6 separate regions of the Mus musculus genome follow, and regions 2, 3, 4, 5 and 6 are each linked to region 1. The links are chromatin contacts, called in public Hi-C, HiChIP or PLAC-seq and promoter capture Hi-C maps. All regions are on one chromosome and are shown on one strand. Each heading gives the region's core, a stretch centred on a gene start, on an enhancer-like site or on the middle of the called end of the contact. The rest is flanking DNA. Distances are from core to core; before and after follow the strand shown.

Region 1 (3,045 bases), core at 409-2,908:
AAACTAAATGAGGAAGTTCAAGGAAAGATACCTGGAGCAGATGGATCAGCTTGGGTAAAGGTTCACAGCTGGGATCAAGTCGTTAGAAGCAGCAAGCATGTGTGCAAAGGTGGAGGGCCACAGGCTTCAGTTTCTATTGTGATCTAGTGGCATTCTTTCTGATGCTACAAGGAGCCCAAGGTACAGCTAAGATGGATGTTTTAATTAGGAGGTAGAAGTGGAGGGGATTTGAGCCTATTCAGAGCAAACCAAGAGCATCATTACAGGATACCATATTTAGTATTGAGTAGAAATCTAGAGGCCAAAACTATTTGCTTTGAGATGGGTGTAGGGTGGCCTTTCTATCTTTAAAATGTTATGGGCTTTCTTTCCCATTATCTGTTTTTTGCAGTAACCAGGGCTCAGGCTCATCTCTTAGCAAAGAGAACATACAAAGAGAAGGTCAGAAACCAGTGGATTTTGAGTAGTAGGCAGCCTTAATGCACGCTGTTCTCCCATGCAGTTTTTTTTCCTTTAAAAAAAATTGAACCAACATTTAAAAATAGAATTTCCACCTTTTCTCTAAAAATCAGCTGATCTGGCAACACTAAGCCCTCATTCTCACATGGGAACAACTGACTGGAGGTGAGCGAAAGCCATCTCTTTAGAAGAATGTTAATTAGCAGGTTGCCGCTGTCCACAACATTTCTTGTATTCCCAAGATATGTGAAGTATGACCTGATCAGCAGATGACCGACCCCTCACCAGGATTCTTTGTTCATTGCTATGACCTATCTAGCCTCTGCGATAGTAGTGCATCTGTGACCCTTGGTTTAAAGGTTAAGTCTTTGAGCCAAACTTGGGTTTAAATGAGATGTCAAAGGCACTGAACTGAAAACCAAGGAAGGTATTCCATGATTGGCATAGTGTGTGGAATACAGAGGTAATCATGAATGAATACCTACTGAGAGTGTACACTATAGGAAGGCAAGCAGAAACTCAGTTAGTTTCAGTCTTGTCGTATCCTTAGAGTTTAGTACAGTATTTGGCAAACAGCAAGTGTTCAGTTGCTATATTTACTGAATGAATGGATGGATGAATGAATGATTGAATGAATGAATGAGCAAATGCTCAGTTTATTGAGTGATTAAAGGGAGAGCTCAGAGGATTTAAAGGCTGTATTTTACAAAACTTTTCAGCAAGGCAATTCTAATAATATTACTTTGCTGAGACCTCAAGGTACATCCTGAAAGAAAAGCCCACCAGAATGTGCCAGCTCCGTGACCACGTTCGGGTGGGTACGCGGCAGTCCCTCGGGAGCCAGGCTGAGTTAACCCGCCTGGGACAAGACAAAGCTGTATCTATCAGCTCCTCTGCCACCTGGTACGTGGCAGCTTGATTTCAGTACTTTCTCTAGATCTTTTCTATTTGACAAGCAAAGACAGAGACCCACCCCTAAAATCCACCATCCAGCGCCTGCCCTAACGTTTAGGACCGTGCCCATACTAAACATGGCCAGTCTTGAGCTTCAACACGCAGAACCACGCCCTAAGCCGAGGGAGTCCTTGAATCAGGGTTCAGGGAGAGAGCTGTTCCCACAGTCAATATGGCGGCCTCGCAGCTTCAGTGCGGGGCGGGGCTGCGATGCCAGCGAGTCACGTGAGCTGCCCACTTGGGCGGCCGCGCGACGCACGCGCGCCCCTCGGTCGCCGCTCTCTTGCTCGCTCTCTCCGCGGCGCTCTGAGGTGGTGTAGGGCGTGAAGCCCCCCGGGCCGGGTGAGGCGCAGGCGGCGGGATGCGGCGGCGGCCGTGGCGGAGTCGCGGTCCGGGCGGACTGGCGCGGTGATGAGCGTCGGCAACCGCCGCCATGTCCAAGGTAACGGCGCCCGGGCCCGGGCCGCCGGTGGCGGCGGGCGGGAAGGAGAAGCGCTCGTTCAGCAAGCGGCTGTTCCGGAGTGGCCGCGCGGGGGGCGGCGGCGGCGCTGGCGGCCCCGGGCCGGCCGCGCCCTCGTCGCCGTCGTCGGCGCGCTCGGTGGGCAGTTTCATGAGCCGCGTCCTCAAGACGCTGTCCACGCTCTCGCACCTCAGCTCCGAGGGCGCCGCCCCGGACCGCGGCGGCCTCCGCAGCTGCTTCCCGCCCGGGCCGGCCTCCGCGCCCACGCCGCCGCCGTGCCCGCCGCCGCCCGCCTCGCCCGCGCCTCCCGCCTGCGCCTCGGAGCCGGTGCCCGGCGTGGCGGGGCTCCGCAACCACGGCAACACGTGCTTCATGAACGCCACGCTGCAGTGCCTCAGTAACACCGAGCTCTTCGCCGAGTACCTGGCTCTGGGCCAGTACCGGGCGGGCCGACCGGAGCCAGAGCCGGAGTCGGAGCAGCCGGCGGGCCGCGGGCCGCACGGCCAGGGCGAGGTCACCGAGCAGCTGGCGCATCTGGTGCGGGCGCTCTGGACGCTGGAGTACACCCCGCAACACAGCCGCGACTTCAAGGTGAGCCCGGGGCGGGGGGCCTTGGAGCTCGGGCGCTTCTTGGGCTCCTCCTCTTCGGGCCGGGAGGATTTCTGCGCTGGATGCTCAGAGAGTTCTGGAAGATAACCCAGATGACAAAGGAACGCATTCCTCCCACCATTCATCCAGCCAGCTTGGCTTCCGAGCGCCAGAACATGGGCGCCAGGTCCTGTGATCCGCCTTGGGGATGGATGTTGCCAGGACCAAGACCCTGCCTTCATGGAACTTCAATCTTTGGAGCGGGTATTGGTGGGAGAGTATCTATCCATCTGGGTTCGAATCCGGCTTCTGCTTCTTAAGTAGTAAACCACTGAGCCTCTTTATGCTCCCGTTTACCTGGTACTTACGTTTAGCAAGTTGACAGGTTACGTTGGACAGCGAGATTACCCAGTTTGGGCACTTCTAGCGGGTTCAGTGTGATACATAAAGTGCTTTAGCTATGTTAGTACCGTTCATGCTTAGTGCTTTTTTTTTTTTCTTTCTATTCTTAAGTACAATGAACCAGGTGTTATCAGATAGTACTTTGAAGAAGGCAGAACTTGATGATGTAATAGATGGAGGAG
Region 2 (3,045 bases), core at 214-2,713, 1.9 Mb after region 1:
AGTGGTAGGCAGTCCTCCTCCCTTCCTGGCCTCTGTATCAGTTACTGCCTCCTGGCTCTTGACCTGAATTCTAGTGAAGAATTGTGAATAGGACTGTGATCTGGCTATGAGAGCTGAGATAAACCCATCCCTAGACAAGATGATTTTGGTTATGAGGTCATGGTGTTTTATCACAGCAATAGAGACCCTAACTTATACAATGGCCTTGAGCTAAGGTTAGGTATTTACTATTAACCACTTTTTTGAGTTTCTGTTCTAGGGACTGAATTCTGGGCACATGCAAGGCAAGTCCTCTATTACTGAGCCACACTGCTGACTCTTAGCCACACAGTTTTGAGAAATTTCTTTGTACTACATCATTTCTTAGAACTTTTAAGTGGGGATCACCATACTCCCATTTTACAACAAAGAAATGAAGAAAGAGGTTTAAAAGCCACAGCGGGAATGCAGCCTCCGAAGATCAAGCTTTTTAATCTCTGGACTACCGTTTCCAACCCAGGGGACTTTACAAACATCCATCTGCTTTCTAACCATCCCCACCCTAATCTATATTTTTCCCTATCAGTCAGTTATATAACCACAACTTTAACATGAGAAAATGGTTCAGGCTAAGTGCATTTTTAAATATGTAATGAAAATTTTATATTTAAAATTCTCTTTTCGATGAAACATTTAAAAATACAAATACTAGGGCAAACATTCTTATTACTGGTATCATTCCTCCATCTAATCATTTCCCCAGGATAAATTCCCCATCAAAATGACCATTCATTTTTACTTCTTCATAAATATTGTATAAAAACAAGAGAATCCTGTTTAGGTGTGCATGGATATTCCTGAAATATTTTGTTATACGGATCTTAATAAATGTTTGTTAAATGAATATTCTGTGTACCAGACACTAAGTCAGTTTTAAACTATGGAGAGAGCCTGGACGAGGTGGTACAACCAAGGGAGCAGAGTTGAGTGAGGTCAGTGGGTGAGCCCTTACCCTTCGGCAGGGACCCTTCGGGTGCTGGCGAAAGTGACTCCCAGCCACAAGTGACTTCGGGCCAGCCTGCTGGGCTCTCTCCTCTGCTCACCTTGGCTTGTGGCTCGCGGTCCTGAATATGCGAAGGAGGTCCATCCCGCTCTGTAGCCGAGGCCGAGGAGTTCGGGGCCTCCTTCCTCTTCCTGGAGTTCGCCTCCTCCTTCTCTTGCTCCATCAGGCTGTAGGGGAAAGATCAGCTGGAGCTGAGGACCCCGCGGCGACCAGGAAACCGTGTCGCGGCCTCTCTCCAGCAAAGCGCTAGACAGGAGTGACGGTTGGTTTGTCTCTTGAAGCGGCTCAAACCAGTTTACCACTCTTGGCCCTCGCAAAAAAGGCCACAGACCTACGCCTCCTTTCCTCAATTTAAGCCGTCGCGAAGTTTAAAGCGCTCCCTGAGGCGCGTCGTGCGCAGAGCGAGGGGCTCCCGGTCCTCAAGCCTCTGTCCACGCCCCCGGGTCCCGAACCGCCCCCTATGCAACGCCCACAAACCGCTGGCGACGGCCGCCGCCGCTCTACAAGCGCCCGCTTCCCTTGCCGCGCCGGCGTTTAAACAGACCGGAAGTGGGGGCGTCCGACTTCCGGCCGTTGAACTCTGCGAAACCCAGGGTCCGGGGATGGCGACCAAGAGACTGGCGCGGTACGTTAGGGGGTTCCCCTTAGGGTGGGCGGTGTTCATCCGCAGTCGTTTGGTCTGGATCTGAAAAGGGCCCTGGTCTTCTCGGGCCCCACGTCGCCATTCGCGACAAGTTGGAGGAGCCCGAGAAACCCCGGGTCCTCCCTACCGTGGCATGCTCTATCAGGTCTGTTCATTCTAGACCCCTGGGACCTGGAACGTGACAGCTCTGCACACTGTTCTCAGGCAGGTGCCACTGCGCCCAAGTGACCTGCCTAGTCCAGTTTTATTGTCAGAATTACCACAGACTCTCTCAGGTTTTTTGGGGGGGGGTGGGGGGGAATATGCTGTGCACAGATTTTTGGATGCGTTGTACACATTTGTTGAGATTGTGGACACAGTATCAAACTTACCAGGCATAGTGGAATGGACCTACAATACCAGCATGGAAAGTTGGAGGCCAGCCTGGTCCTCATGGTGATGTTCAAGCAGGCGATGGCTAAATAGTGAGACTGTCTCAAAACAACAACAAAACCAGATTCAAAACAAAACCCCTATCTGATGTATTAATGAATAGCATAGGATTCAAGCGTGAAAAGTCCTGTCAAAGGTTAACATACTATGGCCATCTTTAGGCAAATCATTTACTTTTCTCTTGCATAAAATACAGGTTGCAGACATGTCTACCACCTAGAATTGTTTAAAAGAAGTCACCATCCTAATTAAATATTTGCTGAAGAAGTGACTAGTAAATGTTAGTTTTTCATTCCAAATCCCTACATTGGCCTCACGTCTTGTCTTTTTCAAATAGCCAAAATAACTATTCCAGGTGTCTGTCTACTTAAAGTTGTATTCGTCATCATTTGGGATCTTCCCTTCTTTGGACTGCAGTGTATTGCTGTTGGGAGGTTTGTTTGTTTTGTTTTTGTTTTTGTTTTTAATCATAGATTACCTTTCAGTAGTACTCTGGTAATCTTTCTCCCCTCCATTTTTAGAGTTTAAGCACAGGCATCATCCCCTTGGTACATAGCAAAGGCTTGAAAAATACATCTTTATAGTCAATTCCTCGGTACTACTATAAAACGTGAACAGGTAAGAGTAGTGTTTGTGAAGCCCGCTCAGGTAAAATGGACACTAAACTCAAGAGAGGATGGCCATTCGCACAAGGACCTAGGACTTTTAAAGTCTAGCCCTCCTTTCCTTCAGTCAGTATGCAGCTGTTGTTTGAGGCAGGGTCCTGCTGTGTGCTGTAAGCTGTCCCTCAGTTCAGTTTGGCCGTGGCCTGCTGACTGCTGAGCCTCCAGGTGTGGGGCCCTCACACCCAGCTCCACTTACCGTACATTAGAGATGATTTTGCCATCTGTTTGGGGCTATTACTTTAATATCATATTCTAACTGCAGT
Region 3 (3,045 bases), core at 184-2,683, 1.7 Mb before region 1:
TCCTTACCTAACCAGTCTGGCTGAAAAGGTGAGAGATCTTATCTCAAGGGAACAAGGCAGAACGATAGAGCAGGATACCCAACATCCTCCTCTAGGATGCACAGGTAGTCACCCACACATGCATGCCCCCAACACACACACACATACACATTAGGAACTTGCCCAAGTTTATATAGCTTAGGCAGTCTGGCTCCAGGACTGATGCTTTAAATCCCATTGCTTAGTTTCTAAGACCCTACAAAGAGTGCAACACTTCATTCCAAAACTTGTATTCCCCACACTATAACACCTCTCTGGCCCCCAGCCCACGCCTCTCTCCAGGGCATTGTCCTAATTGTTCCAAAGCCCACACTCGTCCCTAGTTCTGAACATTGTCCTACTTCCCTGTCTCAGGCTTTTTCTTGCCAGTTTAAACATCCCTGGATAAATTTCAAACTCTAAAGACATCTCCAAGAGCCCAACACTAAAGTATGAGTTTACTGCTCCTCCCAACGAGGCTGTGAGTCTAGTATGTCAACACCATGTCTGTTTTGCTCCTTTAAGTATTTGCAATCACTGAAAGCAAACCCTACCAATTAGCTCAAAGTAAGGCACAGTGTACTGTCTCAATAGCTTTGTTGCAGGAATGAAGGACATGCAAGCTTTATGTTTTCTTGTGCACTGACAAGACCCACCACCACCACCTACTACAACTCCATAAATACTGTGACCTATGTATAGTGCTGATTCTACAAACACTGCGGGTGCTGGGACCTGCAATCTACCCCTCCCTCATAGACTTGAGCTTCAGCTGCACAATGGGGAATAATGACCAATTTCAACAGGATTGTAACCTACCAAGCAAAGTTCCTTTTCTAACCCAGCAAAGCTGTAGTTATTACTTGCAACACACCCTGTCTTTCCTGAAGGCTAAGATCTTGCAAGCTTTGTTCAGAGCCTTACTCCCAGTCGTGGTACCCCGGGTTCACACACACTCGTTAATTGTGACTTAAATGAACCTCTCCCTGCTCCGTGCACTTCCCAGGTGTGAAGCCAGGGCCGCTCCAGATGAGTGCGACAGCCCCTTCCCAGTGTCCTAGCGTATGCCTTGGTCAGTGGCCCTCTAGCCACCTAGGCTCGGGACACCAGCTCCCATCCCAAACCCAGCGCCCCCAGGCACCTCTTGCAGAGAGAAGCATCTTCGCAGGTGCCGCGCACTCCCTCGTCGTCCAAGTCACAGCTCGACGAGCAGGAAGAGAACGAGGACTCCCTCGAGCTGGAGGCCATGTGCGTGGGATGTTCTGGGGTGCGGCACCCACCAGGGACATGGAAACGGGGAAACGAGCAGTGGGGGAAAGAGGCAAGAAACAGGCACCGACTAAAGCTGCAAAGATAAGGCGCGATAGGCGGGCGCTGCTCAGTGACGCCGCCCCCGCACCGCCCACCCACCTTTCAGCTGACTGGCTCCCGGGACATGACGTTTGTCGGACCAAGTTCCTCGTCCAGTCAGACCATTGGAGGATTCTTTAGGCTCCGCCCGCACAACCCGGAAGTTTCTAGAGAGCCCGGACATGCTGGTGGCGCCGCAATCCTTTTTGGGAAATGTAGTCTTAGTGGCTTCTTGTCGCTCAGTAACTTACAAACACAGTCAATTCAGGGCTGAAGGGCAGAGAGTCCACCCAAAAGAAGCAAGTTTAATGTATTAACTTTCTGTCTCCATTTAGATCATTCAACACTGTAACAAACTTCTAGTCGGGGAGTCAACACTGTGTCAGGTCCTGTGCTAATCAATGCCTTTGAGATGTTAGGAAGTGACTAGGAACATAGCTCAGAGCGCTCGCCTGGGAGTAGGGTTCTCAGAAAGAAAAGGGGGAAAAAGTTGTGAAAGAGAGAGTTGTGAAGAACAAAATGGAAAACTTTGTAACCATGAGAGTAAATTGGGGATGGGGCTACAAAATTTCTTGAACTCTGTTTCAGAATCAACAGATGTAATCAAAATAGTCTGCGGGACTGAGGAACAAGTGAATAGAAATCAAGGTTTAGGTGACATGAATGGGGAAGGTGGGGGAAGAGAAACCAGTGAAAGGACAGAGGGAGGACAGTTTCTCAAATGAGTAAATATGTTTCATAATTGTGCGTGTGCAGTGTACTTTACAGGTATTCCATAATGGATCACTATAAAACTCTAAATAAAATTGAAGGGTTATTTTCTATTTTGTTTGTTGTTTGGGAGAGAGGAAGGGATAAGCTCTAGCTTTAAGAAGTCTAAATCATACCCATAAAAATTCTGTGGCGATAGGGCAGTGATAAACACTTGCCCACCCTTTCCAGGGTTTTTGGATCTGAGCTCAGAAACACACACACACACACACACACACACACACAGAGAGAGAGAGAGAGAGAGAGAGAGAGAGAGAGAGAGAGGAAGAGAGAGAGAGAATGTTTGGGAAGCGAGAGCAATAGGATCCTTTGAGCCTAGTGTTGGAGGTCAGCCTGGATAATATAGCAAGACTATATTTCAAATTAAAAAAAGAAAAACTAGATGAGTTCTCCTATAATGAAGCCTGGCCTTTAACTCACTGTGTAGCCAAAAATGACCTTGAACTTCTAATTCAATGACCTTGAACTTCTGGTGCCTACACGTCTCCAGTGCTGGGATTGTAGGTATGTGTAACCACATGTAATTTGTACACTATTGAGGCTCAAACCCTGAGTTTAGTGCAATCTAGAAAATATTCTACCAACTGAGCTACATACTGACTCAATTCCTTAAAAAAGAAAACAGCAAATCAACCTATATATGTTCATATATTTTGTTTTATTTATTATTCACTGGAGACACAAGTAACCACTGATACTTCAGGGAGAGATGGCGAAAGGAATAACTGGAGTTCTGAAGTGTCGTTGAAGCTAATCTTGAGGGGTTATGATAAATTACCCTGACAAAAGCAACTTAAAGGGCAATATACTTTATTTTGGCTTGCAGTTTATTTTAGTTATTTTTCTATTGTTGTGAAAAGATACCATAACCAAGGCAGCTTATATAAGAAATCATTTAATCAGGGG
Region 4 (3,045 bases), core at 312-2,811, 1.4 Mb before region 1:
AAAACCCCACTTCTCTTTTGAGGTAGTATTTGATGCTTACCAGTTACCAGTGCAAAAGCACTCAGACCCAGCAGAAGTGATAATCACTTACTGGTAACAATTTTTAATTACTTTCCCAACTGATAAAAAGAGCACACACTGAACACAGACTAAAATGTAGTTTCAAAGGAAAACAAAACGCAGTTTATGCTTCATGAAGTTCAAGGACAAAACTGTTTCCAATGCAACAGAATCCGCCTGACTACAATGTGCAGAGACAGAGAGGAAAAAATGTGAACACATAGTATCTTTTTATAAAGGCAACAATTTAGCTACAAAGTAATAACGGGGAAGCCAAAACAGTTTGACAGCCCGCCATAAGGGCCGCCTCAATCATGAGTCACACAATGCCTGCAACCATTTACAATAGTAATTAATGCACAAGTCCCCTAATTAAATTCTAAAAGGGTGAGAATGCTTTAACTAAGTTTACAAGAACTGCCTTTTGCTTTTCTTTTTAAGAACGAACACACTCGTAATTACGCGTCTCCCTGCAATGCCCCCCCCATGCAATATTCCCTGAGGCCGTTTCTCCCGAATGTCTGTTCCGTGAGTGCGAAAGCAAATGACACGGGGTTGGGGGGTGGGGGTGGAGGTTGGGGGGGGGGGGTCCGTAAACCCAGGAAGAGCGAAGCAGAGTGGAAACACACGATTATAAAGGGGCGGGAGACCGAAGGCTCGCCCATCTTACCTGCTAAGATTTCTCTCTACGTCTTTGGTAGCTTTAGCTTCCAATTCTCTGAAATAGCAAACAAAAACAAACACAAAAAAAAAAAAAAAACGGGGGGAGGGGATGCGCGTGAAAACGGAGCTGCTGCGGCAGAGCGCCCGCGCGGTGGGGGAGGGGCGGGGCTGCGGGCTGCAGCGCTGCGGGCCGCCGAGCCCAGGGCGACCGAGCCCAGAGCCGTAGCCCGCGCCGGACCAAGCTTCCCGGACCGCCCGGGACTCCCGCCCACGCCCGCGTCCCCCCGGGGACTGCCCCGCGCCGCCGCCCATCAGCCCGAGGGGGTCCTGCGGCAGCGCCGGAGGCTGGCTCCTGGCCCCCCGAGCGAGCCTCCCCTCCGGTCCGCTCACCTCATGTGTGTAAAGTGCACTAGCGCGTGAGGCGCGGGGAACGAGGCTCGCGAGCCTCAAGCCCTCCGCAGCGCCGCGGGGACAGGCCCGAGCCGCTGCACCAGCGCCATTTTCTACACCGTCCCGCTGCCGCCGCCGCCGCCGCCGCCACCGCTGCCGCCGCAGGCCCCAGACCGGAAGTGAATGCCCCACTCGCAACCCCTTCCGGGGGCGCCGTGGCCCGGGAGCCCCAAGATGGAGGTCCTAGCAACTAGGCCTGCCGGACGAGGCAGCCACTTGACAACTGTCTGACGCGTCCAGGACTTCGCCGGAGCTGTCGGGGAACTCCGAGGTTCCCCACGAGCGGCTCTGGGGCCTGGCAAGAGCGGAGCGCGGCCTTTTTCGCCGAGGCTGGCTCGGGCTTGCCTCGGACCATCCCCTCCTCCTTCTTTACTGCGACACAAGTTTCCTTCCCCTCGGCCCGGCCCCTCCCTTACAGAAACACGCCTTTAAAAAAAAAAAAAAAAAAAAAATCCAGCAAACCGCAAATTCCACCCCTGCCGCTGCCAGACTAGCCCGCGCCGTTTTTTAAATTCACCCACATCTAATTACTTTTGACCTTCAGCCACATTTATTTAACCTCTCGATTTGTGCCTCTTCCCAGGTGAAGAATGCATCCCAGAAGTTTCATTTTTTTTATTTTTGTGCCTCAAATTTTTACACACCCTTGACTCAGCAATTCCACTTGCACGAATTTCTCTGCTCAAGAAATAACCATTTGGGTATCACTTTTAAGTACTTCACAATCAAGATATTAACTCAAATGCACAGGAAAGGTTGAATAACTGTAGCCAGCTACGACATCTAATGCTATGAGGTGGCATTAAACGCAGCTACTTGCAATACCTGGGGTCTTGGTTACAATAAAAGAATGGAAACGCAGATGCCATACTAGTTCTCAGAAAGACATGTGAACACCCAAAAATTCTTACATGTGAACACTGTAAGATACATGTCTGTAGGTAAAGTATGTAAGTCTACATGTAGATAAAATAAGATACAGTAATATAATACATGAAGATACAATTATTACAATTATTTTCTTAAATTACAATATAGACACATACCTGATTGTAAATACAATAAGATACATACCCAAAGGGGGATGCTGCAATATAATGCATTAAGATATTATAATGCACATAGGTACATACATATTCGGTGCATATAATGCTAGTAATCTGCACATTTCTCCTCTACTTAAAATCTACTCCCTTTTACTTTCTCAGAAAACTCGCTCTGCAGACAACCTTCTTTTGCCCTTTTCTATTCTAAGTCCTTTAACTGGTTTAAACCTGCTCCAGTCTCTCCCATGAAACAAGCTCTGTGATTGTCTGCTTCTGCTCTAGGAGAAATGTGTGTTGTAGTTAGCTAATGAGTGGATGAATGCCCAGAAAGGAACTAGCCAGCATGTTAACGTCTGTTTTGCATTTTTCTTCTTTTGGTGTTCTTAATTTTATGAACACCCTATAAACATTTTTTGGAAAAAAATTACAAATTGCAAAATGAAGAATAACAAATAAATGCTAGTAATTTTTACATTTTAATTTATTTGAGATGGGGGTCTTACTCTATATCCTTGGCTAGCCTATGTAGGCCAGACTGGACTCAAACTCAGAAATCTGCCTATCTCTCTCTCCTGAGTTCTAGTGATCTATAACACACACACACACACACACACACACACACACACACACACACACAGGATCAACTTTGGTTAGGTTCTTTGTTAAACTGATACAAGATGGAGTCATCTGAGAAAATGCCCCCATCAAATTGCTGTAGGCAACTCTATAGGCATTTTCTTGATTAATAGTTGATATGGAAGCTCTTTAGAGGCCATCCCAGGTTGTATGAGAAAGCATGCTACAAGCCATGGGGAGCAAGCCAGTA
Region 5 (3,045 bases), core at 366-2,865, 1.3 Mb before region 1:
GTACTATGATGTTTTCAGGGGTGGTGGTGCACCCCTTTGATTTCAGCACTCAAAGGCAGAGGCAAGAGATCCGAGTTCAAGGTGGCGCAACACCTTTAATCCCAGCACTAGAGAGGCAGAAGCAGGTGGATCCGAGTTCCAGGGCAGTCAGGACTACACAGAGAAACTATCAGAGAGACAGACAGACAGATGGGACCTAGACCCAATTACTTTTAAAATGAAGAGCTCAAATTTTATAACCAGTGGCTTACTTACATTCACACATGGTAGCATTCTTTTTAGAAAAACACACACACATATATTTTGGTGGTGTCGGATGAAGAGCCCAGGGCCTTGCACTTTGAAACTTTTCTGAACTGCTTAACAGTTAAGTGTGGTCTAACACCTGCATTCCCCACACTTGGGAAGCTCAAAAGGGGTTGTTGGGGTTGGAGGCCAGTCTGGGCTACAGAATATAACTTTTGAGTAAATATCACTAATTCTGGAATTACACCTCAGAGTGTTCACCTCAGAACATTTTTTTAAATACAAAACCAATTCCAGCACTAACTAAATCCTCAAAAATACCTTTTCTACAAGCAACCCCGTATAAATAAATAAAAGGCCAGTGGACAATTGCTATCAGCTTCAAAACGCTGCTAGATTAGCCAACAAGTTATATCTACTGCTGCTTTAACCAATAGGAAACCTTACACAGGCTTTCCTCTCCTGATGGAAAAACAAGTTAGGGAAAGGCCACAAGGCAAACACCCAACAGACTCAGGTAGCAACCCTTTTCTCTTTTCAACCCAATCCCACTGTTTAAAAAACTTTAATTAAGGAGGAGGTGGGGCCCCATTTTGAAAACCAGCCTGCTAGGTAAGACAGATCCCAGCATTCAGAAGGCCAGTTAAACTCCAAGGTCGGGTGCTGCAATCCTTGGCTATCAATGAAACTCTGTGTATGACAACGGGTAAGAATGGAGTTCAAGCCTGAAACAAGAAACTTAAAATACCAACCTTGACGCCCCCCCCTCCCCCCAATAAATATCTGCGGCCCGTGTGCCTCTTACCTTCTTTCGTCTGTGCGTTGGTGATCTGCAGATCGCTATCGGCAGCTTTCAGCTTTTCTCTCCCCATAATCTGCTTCTTTAAATCGCAGAGGGAGATATGGAGCCCATCAAAAGTGACGGTGTCGTAGTTGAGTTTAGAGGAAAATTTATAGTGCACACAGGACATTGTGGCAAAAGATTCCTAAGGTTCAGCGAGGAGACGTGGACACTCTCAATATATGTATATTTATAAACTTAAGAGCAAAATATGTACACACACAAAACACTCAAAAGACAACGAAGGACCCTAAGGCCTCAGATTAAATACCCCCCCAACCACAAGCGGGGGTCCGTGAGAACAATAATCCGGAACCCCCCGTACTCAGAATCGCTTCATGAGGGAGGAGCAAGACAGGAAAGGGGGCAATCGAGGATCCGCCAACCGGCACAATGTCACCCGGCTGGGTCCCACTCGCTCATGCTAAGGGCCGGCAGGAGACGGGGGCAGGCGGTGCAGTCAGTAGCGGTCAGTCCACACGTTAGAGTCCGAATGACCCCGCGGGGTCAGGGGTCCATAGCGGCCGCACCTCCCGGCTAGTCTCTCTCCGTGGATGGGGGTGACCCAGGCCCCGGGAGAAGGTTGCGGGGAGAGGGCCTAGGCCCGGAGTCCACGAGCGGCCTCTCGCCTCCTCCCGGCTTCCGGACGACCGGCGTCGGCGTCCCCAGGCCCAGGCCCCCACCGCACACACACCCTGGCGCCTGCTCCCCGGAGGCCACGAGCGGCCCGCGGCCTAGGCCGAGATCGCGCGGTCGGCGGAGGAGAGGCCTTCCAGCGGCCGCCCGGTTCGGCTCCGCCTCCCCCCCGCCGCCGCCTGACACAAAGCCGGTGCGGGGCCCAGCTAGGCCGCGAGGCCCTTCCTCACCACCCCGGGCCCCGGAAGGCGGCTTCGTTGGCCCCGGGGACACCACCGAGGCTGCCCGACTCTTCCTCTTGCTGCTCCTCGCGCTGCTCCCGCTCCTGTCGCCTCTGAGCCCACGACCGCGTCGGGAAGCCCGGAAACGGTCGGGCGGCGGCGAGGGCGTCGCTGGATTCCCTCTTTATTATTATTATTTTTTTTTTGTTCTGCCCCCCCAACCCCGGGCGCTCTCCGGCCCGCACCCTGCGCCGACGACACCTCCGCGCCAGGCACTATGGCGGACGCGGCCTGGCTTCGGGCGAGCGCCCCCACTCCGGGGTCTCTTAAGCAGGGACTGCACGGGCGGCGCACGCGAGGCGGGGCTTGGGCGTGCGCCGATAGGCGGGCCGGGGGCGGGGCCGTCTGCGTCACAAAGCGCACCGGCCCGCCCACGTGACCCGGCGCTTTGTGACTTGCGGCGTGGAACCTGAGGCTACGCGGAGAACAGGAGAAACTACGTGGGTCCGCAGAGAGGGGGAGGCGGACCGTCCCACCGGGCGGGTCTGGAAGGGGCGCTTAAGCGGCGGAGGCCCCAAAGTGCGGAGGGGGTGAACCGCGAATTCCACCCACGCACGAGTCTCATCACTGTGATGGCTGCTCACCAACTCCTCTCCTAACAGACTGTATACCCTGAGCTCTTCCAAAGCTGCTGGTGAGAATGGACCATCATCACCACCAGCAGCATCTTAAGAGCTGTGTCCGACTCTTACCTTGTACTAGGCACCGCGTTGACCGCTGATGTTTGCAAATTCTGGAGCCCAGTCTCCTAGGTCGGAAGTAACTCCGTTCTCCCAAAGACGCTGTCAGAGAATAAAGAATTAAATCCATGAGTATATTTCAATATTTAAGACCATGCCTGGCATATCTGTGCCTCAATACAGGGGGCCTAATAAATGTCAAATAAACAACAGCAAAAAAATATCTCCAATTTATAAGATAGAAACCTAAAGCCAACAGCCGTGCATTTTTCGAGTTTTCAAAGAAGGGAATGCTTGCTGGGTTGCAGGGTCCTCATTCCATTTTAAATTACAAAGTCCCTTAGGAGGGTTGGCATTCTTT
Region 6 (3,045 bases), core at 197-2,696, 1.0 Mb after region 1:
TCTCACCAGCCCTATTCCCACATTTCTAATCACTCTCTCCTGGCAGGAAGATGGAGATAAAGGGTGCACTTTGTGACAAAATATACTTGGCACCTGAATGGATTCCAGCCAAACTGGAAAAAGAAAAGGGTGGTCTATCAGAAGAAATGCAGCAGGAGGTTCCCTTTGCACAAAACCCTGCAGGAAGGGGTATAGCCAATGAAAATCCGTCCTGGTTTATTGTTTGGGCAGAGCTAGAGAAACAGAAGACTAAGCTGAGACCTACCCAGGCTCACCCTAAAAGTCTTGGCACAGCACCAGACTTTCAATAGGTGTTTGGTAACCATTTGTTACAGGACAGAGTGCCCCAGGGCAAGGTGGTTAATTTTTTCCTCCATCAGAGTGGTGATCCGCTTCATTATACTATTTTATCTTCTAAAATTTGTCTTCCATAATCTGTACTTTCCTAAAATTCTCTCCTTCATCTATGTTAAAAATACAATTTCCAAGCTGGTCAATGCTGGCACAAGCCTTTAATCCAGCACTTTAGAGACAGAGGCAGGTGGATCTCTATGAGTTTGAGTTTCAGGACAGCCAATGATACATTAAAACAAAACAAAACAAAACAAAACAAAACACAAAACCATGTCTCAAAGAAGAAGAGGGGGAGGAAGAGGAGAGGAAGGAGGAAGAGAGGAAGAAGAGGAGGGCAGAAGGAGAGAAAGAAAAGTTCTAGCCAGGCAGTGGTGTCTTGTGCCTTTAACCCCAGCACTTGGCAGGCAGAGGCAGTAGAGGCCTGGTCTACAGAGTGAGTTCCAGGACAGCCAGGGCTACACAGATTACACACAGTCTTGTGGGGAGTGGGGGATTAAAAAAAAAAAAAAAAAAAAAGGAAATTCAGTTTCCAGGAGGGTAAAGTTTCTGTCCATCTCGTCTACTTTCCTGTCCTCAGCATCCCCGCAAGCCACACCGTGGCTTCCAGTGGATTTTTGTTGTATGAGTGAATTGTGGGGGAGGAGGAATTATTTTTAGGAAATGAAAGGAAGCAATAATCTGTCTCTAATAGTGACTCACTGTTTTCAGGCCATTCTTGGCCCTTTCTCATGTAGAACACACATGAGTAAAGTACACTGGCACGGCAGTTAGAGCTGTTGATGTAACAACGTTTGAATACCACCATTCAGGGGATTCCGGGATCTTCTATAGTCTCCCAGCCTTGTTGCTCACATATGGAGGCCCTCTCCCCTCTATACTCTCACTCTGTCTCCAGTGTTTTCCCACAATGAATGAAGAGGCTTGTGTGAAGCTGGCACTCTGCTCATTCCTGCAGAAAAAAAGTTTTCCATATAATTTTCATACTCTACATTGGAGTAGTTTTCACTCTTGCCACATTTTCCAGGGTCTACTGAAGCCGTGTGGCAACTACGGGGCTGCCCAAAATCTGGGAAGCAGCCTTGCAGCGCCCCCTGGTGGCCATTCGAAGAGATGGACGGATCGAGGATTCCCCGTGGCCTGAGGTCCTCATCTGGGGTCTCGAGGATTCCAAACTGTTGGAAGTTGGGACAGATTCCAGCCTAGGCTTTGGGAGGATCAAGAGAGCCCTGCTCTGAGCAATGGAAAAGGGCTCTCTCAAAAGCAAAAATGGTAAACGGGGAAACAGGACGAGGGTGATGCCTTGGGTTCCAAGCCTTCCTAGATTTGCCTTTCCTGTAAAATGGGCAGTCAGCCACACGTCGGAGTCTCTCACCATTGTTTGTTGGAGATATAACTTTGCATGCAGTGCGATGTTCTTTTTTAGTGGACAGCTCTATGAGTTTCCACAAGTATGTAATACTCTTGACCACTACCACACTCAAACAAGAGAACATGTTCACTCCCCTTAATCGCCCTTTATTCACCCCCATTTCTTGTAGCTTTGTTGTTTTCTAGAAGTTTTTCCATGGACAGTGACTAAACATGGAACCATGTGTAAAGATATTTTTGAGTTAGTTCTTTCACTCTTCTCTCTTTAAACTTTTAAAATGATATTTTGTTGGGTGTATGGGGTTTCGGGGAGACCTTGTGTGAGTCCTCTCTTCCTACCGTGTGAGCCCCGGGGACTGAAGTCAGTTTGTCCAGCTTGACTGCCTTAACCAGATGAGCCGTCTCATCCATCCCACTGCTATTTTGTTTGTTTGTTTGTTTGAAATAAGATTACTTAATAAGTACATTTAACTTGTAAGCTTCAGTTCTCCAACTGAGGTTGTTGGAGTTATCCAACAAAGGTATCTGCTTTGAGAACTGCCGTGAGCCTCTTGAGTCCCTACCACTGGACACGGGAAGCTGAGAAGCCCATCTTAACAGTGATCCTGGAAATGCCCCAGACACACAGACTCGGCCGAGGCCTGGCGAATCTCAGAGCATCACTAGCCCTTGCAGAAGGAGCTGCGTGTGGTACAGAATGCTGTCTTTCCTCCCAGATGCTGTGTGGTTCCACCACTGCCCATTTCTACTGCCAGGCTGTGAGATGCTTGAGGGACTGCAGTCTGCTTTTACTTCTTCTCTCCATTCTGGGCTCCACACAGCAGCCAGGATGGTGATTTTATTCAAAACCATGACAACCTGAGATCATGTCCAGCTTAAATTGCTTCCAAGATTTCCTTAAGGTAGACCTGGATAGCAGCCCATCGCCGGGCCGTGGGCCTCCCCCACCTGCCAATGCTGCTCCAGGCAGCCCCACGAAGGCTGGTTTCCTCTTGCCTTAGACCCTTCTACCCCGCTGGTTGGTACTTTGACTCTGATTCATATTTACTCCTTCAGGGAAAGCTGGTCCCTGTCCCTATGTGAAATTTAGGTCCCTGTTGTGTTCAGAGCTCTCTGGACCTTTCTATTTAGCATCCAATTTGTGTTTACCTGGCTGACTGACAGCTGTGTCTTCTATGAGTCTGTAAGAGCCACAAGGGCAGTTAGCCCACCTGGGTCCCCATAGTTAATCCAGGGCCTGAGCACACTGCTTGTATCAGTAAACACTGTCAAGTGAATGGATGGTGGTAATGGTTTTATTAATGCTGTACTAGACCGTACAAC

Evidence for each region. A called contact is a pair of places that touch in the nucleus more often than the background predicts. HiChIP or PLAC-seq counts read pairs in DNA pulled down with a chosen protein or histone mark. Capture Hi-C pulls out chosen DNA fragments and counts their contacts.
Region 2: a contact with region 1 is called in a promoter capture Hi-C map of liver, with 2.3 times the contacts expected there. The contact joins the promoter of Rexo5 here to the promoter of Usp31 in region 1. A contact is called at or near these places in 5 of 39 promoter capture datasets (the 3T3-L1 cell line, liver, neutrophils and 1 more), 1 of 484 Hi-C or Micro-C datasets (CD4 T cells), 1 of 115 datasets of contacts at active chromatin or transcription factors (astrocytes) and 1 of 9 other capture datasets (liver).
Region 3: a contact with region 1 is called in a promoter capture Hi-C map of adipose tissue, with 2.8 times the contacts expected there. The contact joins the promoter of Lcmt1 here to the promoter of Usp31 in region 1. A contact is called at or near these places in 1 of 39 promoter capture datasets (pre-B cells), 3 of 484 Hi-C or Micro-C datasets (B cells, CD4 T cells and LSK cells) and 1 of 9 other capture datasets (adipose tissue).
Region 4: a contact with region 1 is called in a Hi-C map of CD4 T cells, with 6 times the contacts expected there. The contact joins the promoter of Tnrc6a here to the promoter of Usp31 in region 1. A contact is called at or near these places in 1 of 484 Hi-C or Micro-C datasets (CD4 T cells) and 1 of 9 other capture datasets (adipose tissue).
Region 5: an H3K27ac HiChIP or PLAC-seq map of extraembryonic endoderm stem cells shows a contact between it and region 1, with 8 times the contacts expected there. The contact joins the promoter of Rbbp6 here to the promoter of Usp31 in region 1. A contact is called at or near these places in 3 of 39 promoter capture datasets (embryonic stem cells, liver and pre-B cells), 2 of 484 Hi-C or Micro-C datasets (B cells and adipose-derived mesenchymal stem cells), 3 of 115 datasets of contacts at active chromatin or transcription factors (embryonic stem cells, extraembryonic endoderm stem cells and large pre-B cells) and 1 of 9 other capture datasets (liver).
Region 6: an H3K27ac HiChIP or PLAC-seq map of microglia shows a contact between it and region 1, with 7 times the contacts expected there. The contact joins the promoter of Pdzd9 here to the promoter of Usp31 in region 1. A contact is called at or near these places in 4 of 39 promoter capture datasets (hippocampal neurons, neutrophils, pre-B cells and 1 more), 2 of 115 datasets of contacts at active chromatin or transcription factors (astrocytes and microglia) and 2 of 9 other capture datasets (adipose tissue and liver).

What each region holds. Positions count from the first base shown.
Region 1 is chr7:121,706,055-121,709,099 of GRCm38.p6, reverse strand. It overlaps Usp31 (ubiquitin specific peptidase 31), which reads left to right and starts at 1,658. Exons shown (of 16, transcript NM_001033173.2): 1 at 1,658-2,464. The coding sequence starts at 1,847.
Region 2 is chr7:119,792,540-119,795,584 of GRCm38.p6, reverse strand. Rexo5 (RNA exonuclease 5) reads right to left here and starts at 1,463. Exons shown (of 20, transcript NM_001370778.1): 1 at 1,374-1,463; 2 at 1,083-1,209. The coding sequence starts at 1,205. Eri2 (exoribonuclease 2) reads left to right here and starts at 1,527. Exons shown (of 9, transcript NM_027698.5): 1 at 1,527-1,667. The coding sequence starts at 1,645.
Region 3 is chr7:123,376,370-123,379,414 of GRCm38.p6, reverse strand. Lcmt1 (leucine carboxyl methyltransferase 1) reads right to left here and starts at 1,433. Exons shown (of 11, transcript NM_025304.3): 1 at 1,160-1,433. The coding sequence starts at 1,266.
Region 4 is chr7:123,122,401-123,125,445 of GRCm38.p6, reverse strand. Tnrc6a (trinucleotide repeat containing 6a) reads right to left here and starts at 1,561. Exons shown (of 24, transcript NM_144925.3): 1 at 1,114-1,561; 2 at 731-778. The coding sequence starts at 1,118.
Region 5 is chr7:122,969,134-122,972,178 of GRCm38.p6, reverse strand. It overlaps Rbbp6 (retinoblastoma binding protein 6, ubiquitin ligase), which reads right to left and starts at 1,615. Exons shown (of 18, transcript NM_011247.2): 1 at 1,052-1,615. The coding sequence starts at 1,217. It overlaps 4930413G21Rik (RIKEN cDNA 4930413G21 gene), which reads left to right and starts at 1,720. Exons shown (of 1, transcript NR_045614.1): 1 at 1,720-3,045.
Region 6 is chr7:120,668,744-120,671,788 of GRCm38.p6, reverse strand. It overlaps Pdzd9 (PDZ domain containing 9), which reads left to right and starts at 1,446. Exons shown (of 4, transcript NM_001040136.2): 1 at 1,446-1,623. The coding sequence starts at 1,593.